Linked DNA regions of Macaca mulatta: region 2 is linked to region 1. The links are chromatin contacts, called in public Hi-C maps. All regions are on one chromosome and are shown on one strand. The core of a region is the stretch at or near the end of the contact, and the rest is flanking DNA. Distances in the headings are between cores, read along the strand shown. Region 1 has its middle 89 kb from the start of TMX3. Region 2 overlaps DSEL (dermatan sulfate epimerase like).

Region 1 (3,373 bases), core at 399-2,898:
GTGTGAACCACTGCACCTGGCCAATAGAAGTTTTTTTTTTCCCCCAAAGACATAAGACTGTTATATAGGCCGGGCGTGGTGGTGGCAAGAGCGCCTGTAGTCCCAGCTACTCGGGAGGCTGACGCAGGAGAATCACTTCAACCCAGGAGGTGGACGTTGCAGTGAGCCGAGATGGTGCCACTGCACCAGCCTGGTGACAGAGCGAGATTCCGTCTCAAAAAAAAAAAAAAAAAAAAAAAAGACTATTATATAATTTCATAGTATGGAATTGATTGGGAAGCATTCGAAGACCAGAAAACATTAGTTTCTTGTTATAATAATTCAAATATATGATGAGACAGAAGAGAACTAAGCCGGTCAAAATAGAGAAAAAAAGGTGACTTTGAGACTTGTTTGGAATAAGACACTATTTTGGTTTGGAAATTTAGATGTACTGTTTATGGATTATGATACTGCTATTATAAAGAATGACCATATAGGAAATACAGAAGAATATAGGGACTGTTGAATAATACTGTGAAAATAGGGAATGTAAGTAAAATGTAGGAGCATGTCAATGGAACAGGAGGGGAAACAGCAAATTTGAAGTTTCTCTGAGATATCCAGAAACGTGTATTGGTTTCCTCTTGCTGCCGTAACAAATTAATACAAAACTAGTGGTTTAAAACAACAAAAATTTACTATGGTTCTAGAGGTCAGGAGTTCAAAATGGGTGAGAAAGGCTATGCTCCTTGAGCCTTTAGGAGAGAATTCGTTTGCTTACCTTTCTGATTTCTAGATGCCACCAGCATTCCTGGGCTCATCAACATTTCTTCCATCTTCGAAATCAGGAGTGTACTATCTTGAAATCAGTCTCTCTTTCTCTCTCTCTTTTTCTCCCTCTTTCTCTTTCTCTCTGACCCTGCTTCCATCATTGTATCATTCTTCGATTCCGACTTTCCTGCTTTTTCTAAGAAGGACTCATGTGACTACAATGAGCCCACTTAGATAATCCAGGATACTCTCGCCATCTCAAGATCGTGAATGTAGTCACACCTGCAAAGTGGAACAATGTAGGGCAACGTAGTCTCAGCTTTTGGGGTTTGAGTTCTAGAAAACTCATTTTTTTATATATATATTTAGTTTTCTATCCCTTGTTTTCATCTCTCTCTGTAACAATCTCTGCTTCTGGCTTTGTGTACTTCCAATTTTTACCTGCTGCTTCTCTTATTTCCCATACTGCTCTTAGTGTGTTCTGCAAAATGATTTACTCATTTTTCGACATGAAGCACTTTTATTGCTCAGTTTTGTGTGGGGTTTATGCCATACAGCCTAGTTTGTTCAGAGGATGTAGATGGTGGCCCAGTCATCCCAGTCCAGGGAGCCCAGTCACTGGGTGGGATCCGATTACACAGAGCGTGACAATTCACAAGGCGGGAAGATCCTTAACGTCAGCTTTCTCTTTTTAAGGGACTGGAGGGTGGGGCAGCCTTTAGTGTCACAGACTCCTCCACAAAAGTTGTTTCATACAGCACATAAATTGTTCTTCGAAAGGTTTTAGACTCAAGCCCGTTTGGTTAAGCCTCTTTGATGTCTGGTTTTTTTTTTTTTGCGTTTTTCTTTTGCATCCCACTGCAAAGGCCAAGAGGGGGCAGCAAACCCTCTCAAAAGGAAGCCTGCACCAACGTGTGAGTGGTTTGTGACGGTAGTTTACGGGGTTATCCTTACTTCCGTTATTCTCTGACAATTTTGTCCTGCTTTCCTTGTTTTTAAAAATAAAGTTTAAATTTTTAAAATCATGCACTTTCTCCCTTGCCATTCGTGGTTGCTTTCAAATCTGCAATGTTAAAAATTATGTCCCTGTTTTCTACAGAGTAGAGGTATGAGAATTGACAAATTTGAATTTTGAAATTTTATCAAGACTGAAAAAGTACAGAATAATGTAGATAATTTTCTGTCAAATGACCTTTACTTTAGAAAAAGGCTTTGAATCATAGCTCTAACTCTTCTAAAATCGTAACGCTTAACATAACGAAAAATATTGTGATATAGATTCATAATTTAGATTTCTAGAAGAATATTTCAAGTAAAGTATAAGACATTTTGATAGCTAAAAAGAGGAAACTTATTCTTTCATTTTTCATTTAGCACAATTGGATGTTTTCCCCACAAGGTTTTCTTATGAAAAAGAAAAAGAAGACAGTGAAAAAGCAAGAACAAACATGAGAAACAGAGAGAGAAGAAAGAATAATCATCCCTGGCAAATTAGACATCACAGATTACACAGGATTCTTTATTTTTTTATTTTATTTTATTTATTTTTATTTTTTTGAGATGGAGTCCTACTCTGTGGCCCAGGCTGGAGTGCAGTGGCACAATCTCGGCTCACTGCAACCTCCGCCTCCCAGGTTCACGCCGTTCTCCTGCCCACCACCACGCCCTACTAAATTTTTGTATTTTTAGCAGAGACGGGATTTCACCATGTTAGCCAGGATGGTCTCGATCTCCTGACCTCGTGATCCGCCCGCCTTGGCCTCCCAAAGTGCTGGGATTACAGGCGTGAGCCACCGCACCCGGCCCACAGTATTCTTTAATAACACGGAGTTTGATATTAAAATGACTTAAAGATAATTCAGAGAAATATTTCATATTGATAGAATATACTTCCAACAAGGAAGCATGAAAGTTATGAATGTGCATGCTTATTACAGGTTTGAAATATCTGGAATAGAATTTGCTGAAAATAAAAGAATATGAAAACAGTGATCAATGTAAGAAACATTAAAAATTATATTGGCAAAAGTTAGACCAAATAGAGAGAAATAAGCACGAATACTGTGGACTGAATCATGCAGTTAAGAAGCCTGAGCACTCATAAAGACATACCTCCAAGAGGGATTTCATATTATTTTCAAACATCGATGAATAGTCACAGACATTTACCCTGTATTAAGCCACAAATATTACATTAAGTTCTCAAAGAAATAATTATACAGTCACTCTTTTCTGACTACTATGAAGTCAAAATAAATCCTATGCATTGTATTTAACATTTGTTTGTAAAAGTATTTTTTTTTTTTTTGTAGTTTATCAAATTCTAAACTGCAAACTATTCATAGACAATAGTGAGAGGACTACAAGTTAGGAACTGTGGAAAGTAATCACACCGATACTGACAAAAATTGTATTGCTTTATGTGGTGGCACATGCCTGTAATCCCAGCTACTCAAGAGGCTGAGGCAGAAGAATCACTTGAACCCAGGAGGTGGAGGTTGCAGTGAGTCAAGATTGTGGCACCCACTCCAGCCTGGGTAACAGAGCGAGACTGTCAAAAAAAAAAAATTGTATTGCTTTAAATACATTTATTAAAAAGACAAAAGATAAAAGTAAGTAT
Region 2 (3,357 bases), core at 308-2,807, 1.2 Mb after region 1:
GTTATACAATAGTAAACCAAGTCTTTATTCTTTGAAGAATGTACCAGAGCATTTAGCAAAATTGTTTAAAATAGAGGGAGGTAAAGGCAAATGTAACTTAAATTCGGGTTATGCTTTCGAGTATGAACCATTGAGGAAAGAATTATCAAAATCCAAATCAAATGCAGTGTCCCTGTTGTCTCACTTGTGGCTGGCAAATACAGCAGCAGCCTTGAGAATAAATACAGATTTGCTGCCTACTAGCTACCAGCTGGTCAAGTTTGAAGATATTGTGCATTTTCCTCAGAAAACTACTGAAAGGATTTTTGCCTTTCTTGGAATTCCTTTGTCTCCTGCTAGTTTAAACCAAATATTGTTTGCCACCTCTACAAACCTTTTTTACCTTCCCTATGAAGGGGAAATATCACCAACTAATACTAATGTTTGGAAACAGAACTTGCCTAGAGATGAAATTAAACTAATTGAAAACATCTGCTGGACACTAATGGATCGCCTAGGATATCCAAAGTTTATGGACTAAATGCTGCAGGTCAGCAGAAATTTGCACTAATAATACTTCCCAACCCACTTTGTGGATATGAATCAGAAGAGTTTGTTTATTCTTGTGTGTGTATGCGTGTGTGTGTGTTCAGTGTTATTTGCACAGAGAGATTGTTTTAAAAAATGGCACCATATTTGGCCTAGCAGGATTTATTTTTATGCCATCACCTCCCTTGCCTTTGTTTCTGAAAATTTTGTCTGCTAAAAAGTTTCTGCTACAGAGTGGTAGATGAAGTTATATCATGGGGATCAGGGGAGATGGGGAACATTTTAAAGGTTTTTGTCTAACTCTCCTTCATCTGTAACTGTGCTAATATATCTAGAGACCTCAACACTGCTAAAGGCCTTGCAATTGCTGCTTTACCACGCATCTCTTGCTTTCAAGATGGACTACAAAAGTTCCTTATCCTTTTGAAAAGGTCTTCTGACACACTTACCTTGCACAAAAAGAAAAGAATTTCTTTTACTGTGTATAATGTGCAGTGATATCACTGAGGAAATGGTGAAAGCTCCTATCAGAACTGTAGGATTTCTTCTGGGAAATACAGATGGAAATACAGAATGAATATGTTTTTCTGAGGTCAGAAACTGACTTTAAAAGCCTCCTTAAAGTTTTTTACTTAGAAATAATAAGGAAAAATCTGGGTGCCAAGGGCTGGTAGATCATTTTAGACATGGTTGTATGTTTAAAACTCTTCTTTCACTTTTTGTCCTCCCTGAAGCTACAGCTGTTCACCATCACATCTCTCCTACCCTATCCTTTCTGTCACTGTCAAGCAAAACAATCAGTAATTACTAATTGCTAAACTCCCAATATTGTGGGGCATTTTCCTCCCAGATGATTAATTTTGCAGTAAAGACTGACACAGACTTAGAATCAAATTTATTTTTCTGGAATTAACACTCTGTGACTCAAAGTGTTGCCACCGCAGTGTCTTTTTAAACTGGAAACAGAATTGGAAAACTGCCTGACTTATCTTGCATCCCTTTGAATGAGTTTACAGACTGCCAGTGTCTGCAAAAGTTGAAAGCAAATGGGAGATGATGTCAGAGGCATCTGTTTCCTTTACCATCTGCATCTTATTATAAATGTAGTCGTCATAAAGTGTGGTTTATTTTATTTTGGTAGGATCTGAAATCAAAATGCTTTGCCATTATAAGCCAGTGGAGTAATTACAATGTATTGGATGAAAACGTAAGGCAGTGTCAAGACTTGATGAAAATCTCTGTACAGATTGCAGTCTTCTTCCTGATGTTTCAAACCGTAGTTCCCTCAAGCTCTCTAACACTTGGGAGTGTGTCATTCTGACCTAGATAAAAGTGGTTCTTCCTCAGTAGTTTGTTATTATGGCAAAATGTGCCTCCAGAGTGATAAAGCTGTGGATATGTTACATTCCAGCTAAACCTAACTGGGCTGTCATTTTTCTTCCATTATAGTGTGAATGGAGGCTGCCCCCCCTCCCCCACATCTTCCTTCCCATATCTCTCATGATCGTCCCTCTGTAATGTCAAAATGAGTGAAATTCATGTGAATGTAGGTTGAGAGGGCACCGAAGACCTGAATCTACACTATTATTCTCAAGAAAGATTGTTCTTTCTATCTGAGAGTTACCAGCAAGCATATAAAATGCTACTTGGATGATATCTACATGAATATTGCATGCTACATGGGTGATAACACTATTTTCATTATTGGTCAGAGTCTCAGTGTTTACATTCAATTCCTAGGATATGTGATCTTGAATCAGATCACATATAAAAAGTCTGGATTGTTAGCAGTATTAGATCTGATCAAGGTAGGAATTACAATTGTGTGCAGGTAGCAAACAAGAAAGCAGAAACTACTGCTTCCTTTATTTTAACATTGTACAGACAATACAAAAGTGTACCTGTAGGCAGGAGAAGGCCAAATGGAGTATGTAGAGTAATAGGGGAAGAAGAGTAACAAAAAATGAAAAAAAATGAGTTACATTGAGAATGAATATGGGAACATGCCATTGAGAGCAAAATAAAGGTACAGGCTTACCAAAACGATCTTTACAATGTATCCTAGCTTTCACTCCCACGTGGCAATGCAGTTGTATTTGCCTGTTTCTGTATTCACCTACTCCCACCCCAAGGGAAAATTTTAGACATGAACCCTACTATTTAGTTAATTCTAAAATAGAAAGTTTGCTGGAGAAAGCGTCTACTCACAGATTGTCCTGTAAGGAATGTTATGTATGGGTGAGCGGGTGACACATCCATTGGATATGTATGCATGTGATGGTGCCTGAGATCCCTGCCTTAGAAACTGAATTCCCCAGGGGATTGACTCTCCCAGCACATTCCCAGGTCCTGCACTCTTAGGGTGATCTAGGAAAATTTTAAGTAGCTTCTACTCTTATTTTTGTTCTTATCTTTAAAGTAATTAAAAGAGGGATTATCACTATCTGACACTTCTGAAAGAAATAATTATAAAATTTCTCATCTGTAAAATCCATCTTTTTCTACATTAACTTCCCCATACATAGGCCTAATTGGGATAAATGCTTTTATTAAAATAATAGGATTGACATTTTAAAATTTTGAAAGGACTTAATAATTTTGCTGACAATAATAACAAATATAATGGTAATTGGCTTTTTAAATTTTCAGACAACATAGATTTACTCAGGATGAAATGAAAAGGCCATATTCAGAGTTTAATTTACTCTAATGAAAATTCAGAGGGAATAGGAAATAGGAAAATCTGCTCAGGAGAAAGCAGCTAAATCTGCATAAATTTAATTTGTAGAATTTAATTTAAAATTTAAATTTTAACAAAGAGATGATGCA

Evidence for each region. A called contact is a pair of places that touch in the nucleus more often than the background predicts.
Region 2: a contact with region 1 is called in a Hi-C map of fetal cortex germinal zone, with 4 times the contacts expected there. The contact joins two enhancer-like sites. A contact is called at or near these places in 2 of 14 Hi-C or Micro-C datasets (fetal cortex germinal zone and fetal cortical plate).

The regions. Positions count from the first base shown.
Region 1 is chr18:12,039,268-12,042,640 of T2T-MMU8v2.0, forward strand. No RefSeq gene overlaps it. Among named protein-coding and RNA genes, the nearest start is that of TMX3, 89 kb to the left of the region's middle. Within about 2 kb of position 1,649, at least 5 of the 40 cell types and tissues checked have an H3K27ac peak or open chromatin away from gene starts, as enhancers often do. A contact at or near this core is called in fetal cortex germinal zone, where this site is marked.
Region 2 is chr18:13,232,429-13,235,785 of T2T-MMU8v2.0, forward strand. It overlaps DSEL (dermatan sulfate epimerase like), which reads left to right. Exons shown (of 3, transcript XM_015122185.3): 2 at 1-529. The coding sequence ends at 520. Among named protein-coding and RNA genes, the nearest start is that of DSEL, 6.9 kb to the left of the region's middle. Within about 2 kb of position 1,558, at least 11 of the 40 cell types and tissues checked have an H3K27ac peak or open chromatin away from gene starts, as enhancers often do. A contact at or near this core is called in fetal cortex germinal zone, where this site is marked.